2 separate regions of the Oryctolagus cuniculus genome follow, and region 2 is linked to region 1. Evidence: chromatin contacts called from public Micro-C data. All regions are on one chromosome and are shown on one strand. Each heading gives the region's core, a stretch centred on a gene start, on an enhancer-like site or on the middle of the called end of the contact. The rest is flanking DNA. Distances are from core to core; before and after follow the strand shown.

What was found. Hi-C and Micro-C count contacts between places; a contact is called where the count stands out from the background.
Region 2: a Micro-C map of ear pinna shows a contact between it and region 1, with 5 times the contacts expected there. The contact joins two enhancer-like sites. A contact is called at or near these places in 3 of 6 Hi-C or Micro-C datasets (ear pinna, skin fibroblasts and an unstated tissue).

What each region holds. Positions count from the first base shown.
Region 1 is chr9:82,061,220-82,065,323 of mOryCun1.1, reverse strand. It overlaps FRY (FRY microtubule binding protein), which reads left to right. Exons shown (of 63, transcript XM_008273531.4): 49 at 1,670-1,849; 50 at 3,988-4,104. Among named protein-coding and RNA genes, the nearest start is that of BRCA2, 96 kb to the right of the region's middle. Within about 2 kb of position 1,348, at least 2 of the 8 cell types and tissues checked have an H3K27ac peak or open chromatin away from gene starts, as enhancers often do. A contact at or near this core is called in ear pinna, where this site is marked.
Region 2 is chr9:82,422,379-82,426,241 of mOryCun1.1, reverse strand. The region is part of intron 1 of FRY (FRY microtubule binding protein); the gene reads left to right. Among named protein-coding and RNA genes, the nearest start is that of FRY, 77 kb to the left of the region's middle. Within about 2 kb of position 1,536, at least 4 of the 8 cell types and tissues checked have an H3K27ac peak or open chromatin away from gene starts, as enhancers often do. A contact at or near this core is called in ear pinna, where this site is marked.

The sequences.
Region 1 (4,104 bases), core at 99-2,598:
AAGCAGGCAACCTGCTGCAGGACTCTGGGTGAGCAGCCACAGACACCCCCAGGGGTTCTCCACAGCCAGGCCTTGAGACTACCAGGAAAAGTACAATAGAAATAAATCAGAAATGTGCAAAGCTCTAGTGCTTGGAGGTGATTCTGAAACCTGTGACCACAGACCGGAGAAGGGGAGCCTGCAGCCCTGGGAGCAGTGCAAGGACAAGTTCAACAGCACAGACGCCCATTTCTCTGCATCCCGTCTGTTCCTCTCTTTGCTTTCCAGAGTGTACTTGGAGCATTCAAGGGCAAGCGTGGGGGTTTCTCTAAGCTCCCTGGCAAACGCATGCAGTGTAAATCTTAGACTTTACACCTTTACCAATCACGTTTCTTACAGAAATTATTTTCATGCTAGAAGTGTTTCCAAGCCTCATTTTATTTTTCAAGTGACCTTGTGCCAGTAATAGTTAAGCCATGTGGTAGACATTACTAACAGTTTCTCCCCTCATCTCCCTCACAGGAGACATAGGGCCAGTTCCCTTCTTTCTACTAATGGTGTGCATCGTTTCATGGTTTTACTGGGCTGTTTCTTAGGCTCTGTGGGCCATCTCTGGCACTTAATGTCTCACCTTGCATGGTAGCTAATTTCATATCCACGCCAAGACCTCCCTTCGCGAAATTTGAAGGAAATGGGTTTTACTTCATGTGCTTTTACTCCAAAACCCAAAGAAAAAACAATAGCAATGCCTTTTATCAAGTTGGTTTATCTGTGTTCAATGGTTTTATAGGAGAAGCACCTCTCCCGAACCCCAGTCTAAATGGAGGTTGTCAGGGAGACAGAAAGAAACGGTCAAAGGAATAGTTGGAATTGAGGAAAAGCAGTACAGAATGCAGGCACAGCACAAGTAGAGGCAGATGCTGAGAGCTTGCTTGGTTTGGAGAACTCCAGTGGCCGCCTGGGGAGGATGACCCCTGCAGGCCAGCTTGGTGAGTGTAGGTGCCCCTCCAACTCCATCCACCAGAGGGAGCCCTTGACGCAGGTTAGGCAGGAATGTGGCATGGCCTGAGGCGTTCTGAGAGATTCCTGGGTCTGAGCCACTGCAGCAGAAAATAGAAGCCCGAGAGGCCAATGAAACAGTCCAGGCAAGGCAGCAGAGGCCTCAGCTGAGCCAGGGCCAACAGGAATGGAGCACGGGGAACCACTTATCGGGAAGGCAGTAAAAAGAAGAGTTAAGAACACCTCTCAGATTCCTGGGCTAGATAATGAGCAAGATACGAAGTGAGAAGAAAAGAGAGAGCCACACACCCAGGCAGCTCATGGAGCAGGAAGAGCCGGGGCCACAGGAGAAGCGTCAGGGAAACCAGGAAACTGGAGGTAGGGAGAACTTTGCAAAACAGTGAGCAGTCAATTGTATAGTGTTCATTGGAGGCATTTATTTATTTATTTTCAAACTTAGCAAACATTGCACTCATCATTGTAAACTTGTACTTATTGGAATAGGGACAAAATCGGTCCTTTCTTTCTTGTCTCCCAAATGCAGCTCATGGTAGGCATCAATGGTCTTTTTGTGTCATTTGCCTTTTACTTATATTGGAATTTCCTGCACTGTGTTAACTCCGTGAGTACGAAGTTTCTGTAGCCGTGCGTCAGCTGTAGGATTCACCCTGGAACGTTTTGTCGCCTGCAGACCGTTCACTGGCGAGAAGCTCTGAACATCCTGAAGCTGGTGGTGTCTCGCTCTGCCAGCCTCGTGTTGCCTTCCTACCAGCACAGTGACCTCTCGAAGATAGAAATCCACCGAGTGTGGACCAGCGCTTCTAAAGAATTACCTGGAAAAACCCTGGACTTCCACTTTGACATTTCAGAGGTACTTGGCTGTGATAACTGTGTCTGTGAACTTTAGAAAGAATTTATAGTGGCGGAGGTCAAAAATATTGCCTGTAGAAAGGAATACTGATTTTTACACCTTTTTTGTGTGAGAGAGACTGAAAGAGATAGAGCCCTCTCATTTGCTGGTTTACTCCCCAAATGCCTGCAACAGCCAGGGCTAGGCCAGGCCTCCTCTGGAAGCCAAGAACTCCATCCGAGTCCCCCATGTGGGTGGCAGAGACCCAACCTAGTGAGCCACCAGGGTGCGCATCAACCGGAAGCTGGGATTGAGGGCGGAGCTGATATGAAACCCAGGCGCTGTGATAGGGGTGGATACGGGTGTCCCAAGTGATATCTTTTTTTTCTTTTTTTTTTTTTTCCAATTGGTGTCTTAACCACTTAGGTCAAAGATTTTTAAGGCCTAAATTAACTTTTCTGCTTTTTAAAGAACATATTGTCATATTCACTGCACTGTTAAATGGCAGCTTTTAAAATAGAAACTAGCCTCAGTTATATAAAATAATCGTTTAAAAGATATTTAAAAATGGAATGAACTTAAGAGTGTTAAGCCCTGACTTTAACTGAGTCTTTAATCTGGCAATTCTCATGCCACAGCTTTTCAGCCACAGCTTTTCTCCTGTCACTACACCAGATCAGCCCATGCCTGAGAGTCACAGGAATAAAGGATTCACCGGCTGCTGCTTTCCCTGGGTCACACAGCTTTTTAAACAAGATGAGCCAAATCCTTGCCTTGATGAAGGAGAGGCAGGAAACATAGGACGTAAAATGGTCTGATGTTCCTGCTGGTCTGTGATTAATTACTACACTCTTAGCAATAACTTAGATTTCATGTCTCTCTCCTACCCTGTGACCATGAACTCCCCAAAGCACAAACTGCATTCTATTCATCTTAATAACAGTGTCTAGGGCATGTTAGATCATTAATAAATAATAATGATGAATATTTCCAACCTTGCTAAATGAGTAAATTCACTAAGAAAAAAGCCAGATCTGTATATCTTGCACTATTTAAATAGGTTATATGCAGGTTAAGTTTCCTGATAAAAACAGAACTCACTGACCTTTTATCATTTTGCTATTCAGGATAAGATACTATTTTGCTGCTATTGTTACACCTACATCTATATTTAGTCTGTAAATAATATTAAAGTTTCAATTCAACCCCTGACCATTTTAACTTTGTTTCTTTTAAATTGTTAGGAGGGAAAGCTATGTTTACTTTTAGATTTGACTTTACTGTGTTCAGAAGAGGTGCCAAAAATACGCAGCCAGTAAGCTGCGCGCCCTAGAGTCCCAGGAGCGCTCCACGGTGATGGGCATCAGGAGCCAGGTGTGGAGTCACCCGCTGGTTTCTGCTGCCTCCCAGGGCAGGCCCAGGAGCTGGCCTCTGCAGAGGAGACCTCTGTGGACCTGAGGTTGGGGAGGTGCCACCTACCCTGCCCCCGGGGCTCTCAGGAAGGGAAAGTTACAGTGTTGCCAAGTTCATTTATTTGCATAGCTGAGAAGGTAGAATATTTTAAATAAATAATTGAGAATATATAAAGATCGGTGACTTAAGGTTGGGAAGAAGGGAAGGAATTTTGGCTTCATGTTCTAACTATATAAAAATTATGTATTTTATGAGCCAAACAAAGTACTCAAAGGCTACTATTATCAAGTAATGTCAAGAAGGGGAGAGGTTGATTATCCGGATTGGGTCAGTCCACACTGTGTGCATGTACTGAAATGTGACACTGCAGCCCACAAATATTTACAATCATTGCTATAAAAATCTTAAGAAAAAGAGGTTATTTCAAGCTTAAACCTATGAAGACTGAGTTTGCTTTTCTGCACATCTCGCGTCTCATCTTTGTTGGTTGTTTCTAGAGCATGTTGAAGAACAAGCAGCCGGATTTGTCTTTGGCTGCTAAAGAGGTGGGGAGAATATTGGAGATGCAAAATGACTCAGAATGTGTATTTGAACATTGGGAAAACTAAGTCTTCTTGTAACACTGAACTTCTCTAAGCTGACTTTTATCAAATAAGCAGTTCTTGGTTGTTCTAGGTAGAGCAATCCCATAACAGACGTATTCATGAGATGGAAGAAATGTGTGTTTTGTATTCTTTCTTCTCAAGACACCGATCATCGGGAGGCGGTATGATGAACTGCAGAATTCTTCTGGGCGTGATGGGAAGCCCAGGGCCATGGCTGTCACCCGGAGCGCATCCTCCACTTCATCAGGCTCCAACTCC
Region 2 (3,863 bases), core at 287-2,786, 360 kb before region 1:
CCTCTTGCTTCTGCATTTGTGATGCAGGCCACCATAGGGAAGAAACACGATGGTACTGGAAATCGACCAAGTTTCCAATTGAATGCATGGGAGGCTAAGGCAACTTGGTGACATAGTCCTTAGGCCCCTACTACCGCTGCCTTTGATCATGTAGCGAGAGTGTAGCTTCAGTTCCAAGTTTGGACGGAAGCATATGGCTGAGGTGCTCACTACTCCAGAGCATGCCTCACTTCTCTCCTTAGTCTTCCCTGCCTTTTACCAATGCAAGGTGTAATAGGGGCCACCAGTGGTGGGGGGAGGTCCATTCTTGCCATTAGCCATGTGGTAGGTTCCCACCTGGGTGGCTACAGCCACAGAAATCGTCTGCATGAATTTATCTGACTCTCGGCTGAGCCACACCCTTTCCCTAAGGAGAGTGCTGAGGCCAAACCCGTTGACCCATTTAGAGATCCAGGGCCGAGAGAGCTTTCTGTTTTCTTTGTCATCACAGCACTATTTGTGGCATTCTAATCGTGTGGCACTCTTAAGACTATAATTAGAGAGTTTCGCCTCCAAAGAATGTGGACCATTTCTTGTTTCGAGTTACCCCTTGGGGACTTGGTATGGAAGTTGTTTTCTCTTTTTGCAGTCCCGTCAGCACCGAGGCGCAGGACCGCGGACAAGTTCCCCCTTCTCCCTTTCTCCTTGCCCCGTTGCAGAAAGAGGCTGTGTAGCTTCCCTCTGTTGAGAGCCCCACCCTTCCTGTTGCTAAGCAGCTGAACGGGATTACATAAATGGTCAGTTTCTCAACTGTGTCAGTGAAACAGCAGCGGCAGCCGCCTCTCACACTTGGGACTTGGGATTAGACAATGAGGAGGCGATCAAAGGCAATAAGTGAAGTTCTCATTAACAATAAGTTGGACTTAGAAGTTACCAACTAGGAGGACTTGGAAAGAGAACAACCCGCCCCCCCCCCCCCACCTTGTTCTAATTTTCTATTTTCAGAAAGACCTGATCAAACAAACTCATTCTCCTCTCCCAAGTTGTTCCTTCGAGCTTTTTCTCTATTATAAGAGTAATTCCCTATTGTGACTAAAAGAAAAAAAAAAGCAAGGAAGAAAAATGACACAGTATTCCACTGCTTTAATACAAACCTTATTAACATTTGGATACGTTTCCTTCAGGGATTTGTACTCATTGTATTATGATAGATTCATTTGTTTATATTTTTATTTGTTTATGCCTACTTATAAGTTACAGACTTTTATCCTTTAATTAGAATAATTATTAAGTTGCAGTTATTAATTTGCTTTTGTATTTCAGGTTAGGGTGGACTCTAAATACAAAATCAGGTCTAAATCTGTGTGCTTTGAAGGGGCATATTTGCATTTCTGACCCATATGAAAAGGCTAACCTCATTTTGACAATAAATCCTCCCTCATCCCATGTACTCGACTTCTTTTTAATAAAGCCAGTTGCATGATGGCCCGTCTCCACGAGACACTTGGTGACCCTCAGGCCACGTGCGACTTCCCGTGGAAATTTTCCATGTGACAAGCCTGTGGATTAAGGATTCCAGCAGTTTCCTTTCGGAGCCCTCATGTTTACAGACTGCACTCACCTGTGTGGTTCTCATGAGGTTTGCTGCAGGCGCTGACTCCCCAGAGCAAGGCAGACTGTATGTGGGGGTACTTAGCATTCCACCTGGTGGTGAGATGTGAAATCCGCGCACTTGGGCTGCTTTGATGAAGCCTTCGCCTCCAGATACACTAGTGGCTTCCCAAAGCGCCGCTTTGCAAACAGCTCTAAACAGAAGTTAAGGAGTTCAAAAAGGCATGCTGTGAATTGGACACTAGAGGGCGCTAGAGTTACGTGCTAAGGGGCCTCTGCTTTCTTCTGGGTGCTACTGTTAAAATGGAAGATGAACCTTTTTAAATATTGCACTACCTTCTGGTGAACACATTTGTGAGACATTTGACAGCTTCATGGCATGAGTCAAAGCTTTGTTGGTGCTTATCATTCTAGTCAGCATCTTCTCCAAAGCAGGTCTTTTTCATCCCATGCTGAATAAAAGAAATTCTAGCAATCTCCTCTTAGATGGTTTTATTTTTCTTTGCAGAAACCACATTATTCCAAAAATAGAATTTTTTTTGCCCTCATCCAGTACACCAGTACATAGGCATGTGTGTTAAAATTTTTAGGAATTCTAGTCTGCCAGATACTGAAGAAATGACATTTCAAACCTGCTTTTAGAACCATAAGATTTCATCATTTGATCAGTATGTGGCTCCTTTTGAACTTAAATACATAAGTGTGTCAGGATAAAGTAGGCGCACTGAAAAAAGGGAAGTGTGGTTAATGAGACAATCAAACTAGTATTTGTTCATAAATTACCATTTTAGTGAAAACAGCTGGTTTTATTTTCAACATTAAACCATTTTAAAAATAGAAAATATTTTGTCCAACATAATTTACTGAAATTACCTGGAAGTAAGCACAGTCGTGTGTGGCTTGATAATGGGGACATGGTCTGAGAAGTGTGTCGGGCGACGTCGCAGTTGGCAGACCTCACAGGATGTGAGATGGCTCCCTCACTAAGTGACAGAGTCTTAGCGGGGCAGGGACGTGCGTGTGGCCTGTGGCTGACCGCTTTGCTGCCTGCTGTTTGTCTCGGAAATGTCTCTTGAACCATCCCTGCCCTCAGTGACCTGCTTACCAACTTACAGACATGTAAGAGGCACGTGATGCTCTCAATAGTTGAAGAGAGAAATAGTCGGAGAGTTGCAACGTGTATTAGATAAAGTACTGAGTATTTAAAGAATGAAGAGACGACAGGCCCTGGGAATGAGCGGAACAAGTTGTGCTTGGAGGGAGGATCAGATAGAGTGAGAAGGGAGACAGATGAGAGCAGGTGGGGAGCGGTGGAAAATGTGCCCATGGACCTGGCCTGGTTTTCATGCTGTTTCTTTGTTTTTAATGCCGTGGTTTTTCGGTTTGGACTTTCCTGTTGTTGTCTTTTTGGTTGAGGTTTAACATTTGTTTTGCTTATTGTACGAGTGTTTGTTTTACCAAAAAATTGTAAAATGCCAGCCATGCTCGAGATGTGCGGTCACTCCCCATCCCGGGTGTGACTGATGGTGGATTTTTCCAGGGCTTCACAGCGCTGCTCAAGCCGCGTGAGTGGGCGCTGCTGTAATGTCCAGTGTGGGAGGTGGGTTGCCTCAGAAAGGGTGAGGAGCTCAGCTCCCCAGCGTCCCCACAGCACCTGGTTCCGGGGGATGCCACCGCCCTCACTGTGCTGTGTCCTATGCACCGGGACCATATCCATCTCCTAGTGAGGACTGAATTTTCAAGGTGAAATTATGGCCTAATCCTATATTTGTTATTCTGATTCAATGCGCATTAGGAGCTAATAAATATTTTAATTAAGATACATTTTTATTAATCCAAGAGCGGTATGAATGCATCATAGGAAAGTAGAAAATACATAGGAGCAAAAATGTGTTACAGGACAGTATATTCCCACACAGTTTACTGTTGACATCACAGTATCTGTCCTCCCAAGCATTTTTCTATTCCTCTCTATCTGTATCCACCTTTCTAGCTATTTACCTAGGCATTTTTTAAATGGGACTCTACCACACTCCTAGTCTTTCTTTTAAATGAATAATCTCCACATTTCCATTTTAGTAAGTATTGATTGCCCTTGGATGATTCCTATCAACAGGCACATTGCACGGAAGTTCCTCTGCTTGGAGCGAGAGTTGGCCCTAATTGTCAAGAGGCCAGTGTCCCATGTCAGAGTGCCTGGGTTAGATTCCTGGCTCTCAGTCCCAATTCCAGCTGCCTGCCCGTGCGGCCCCAAGAGGCAGCAGCGATGGCTC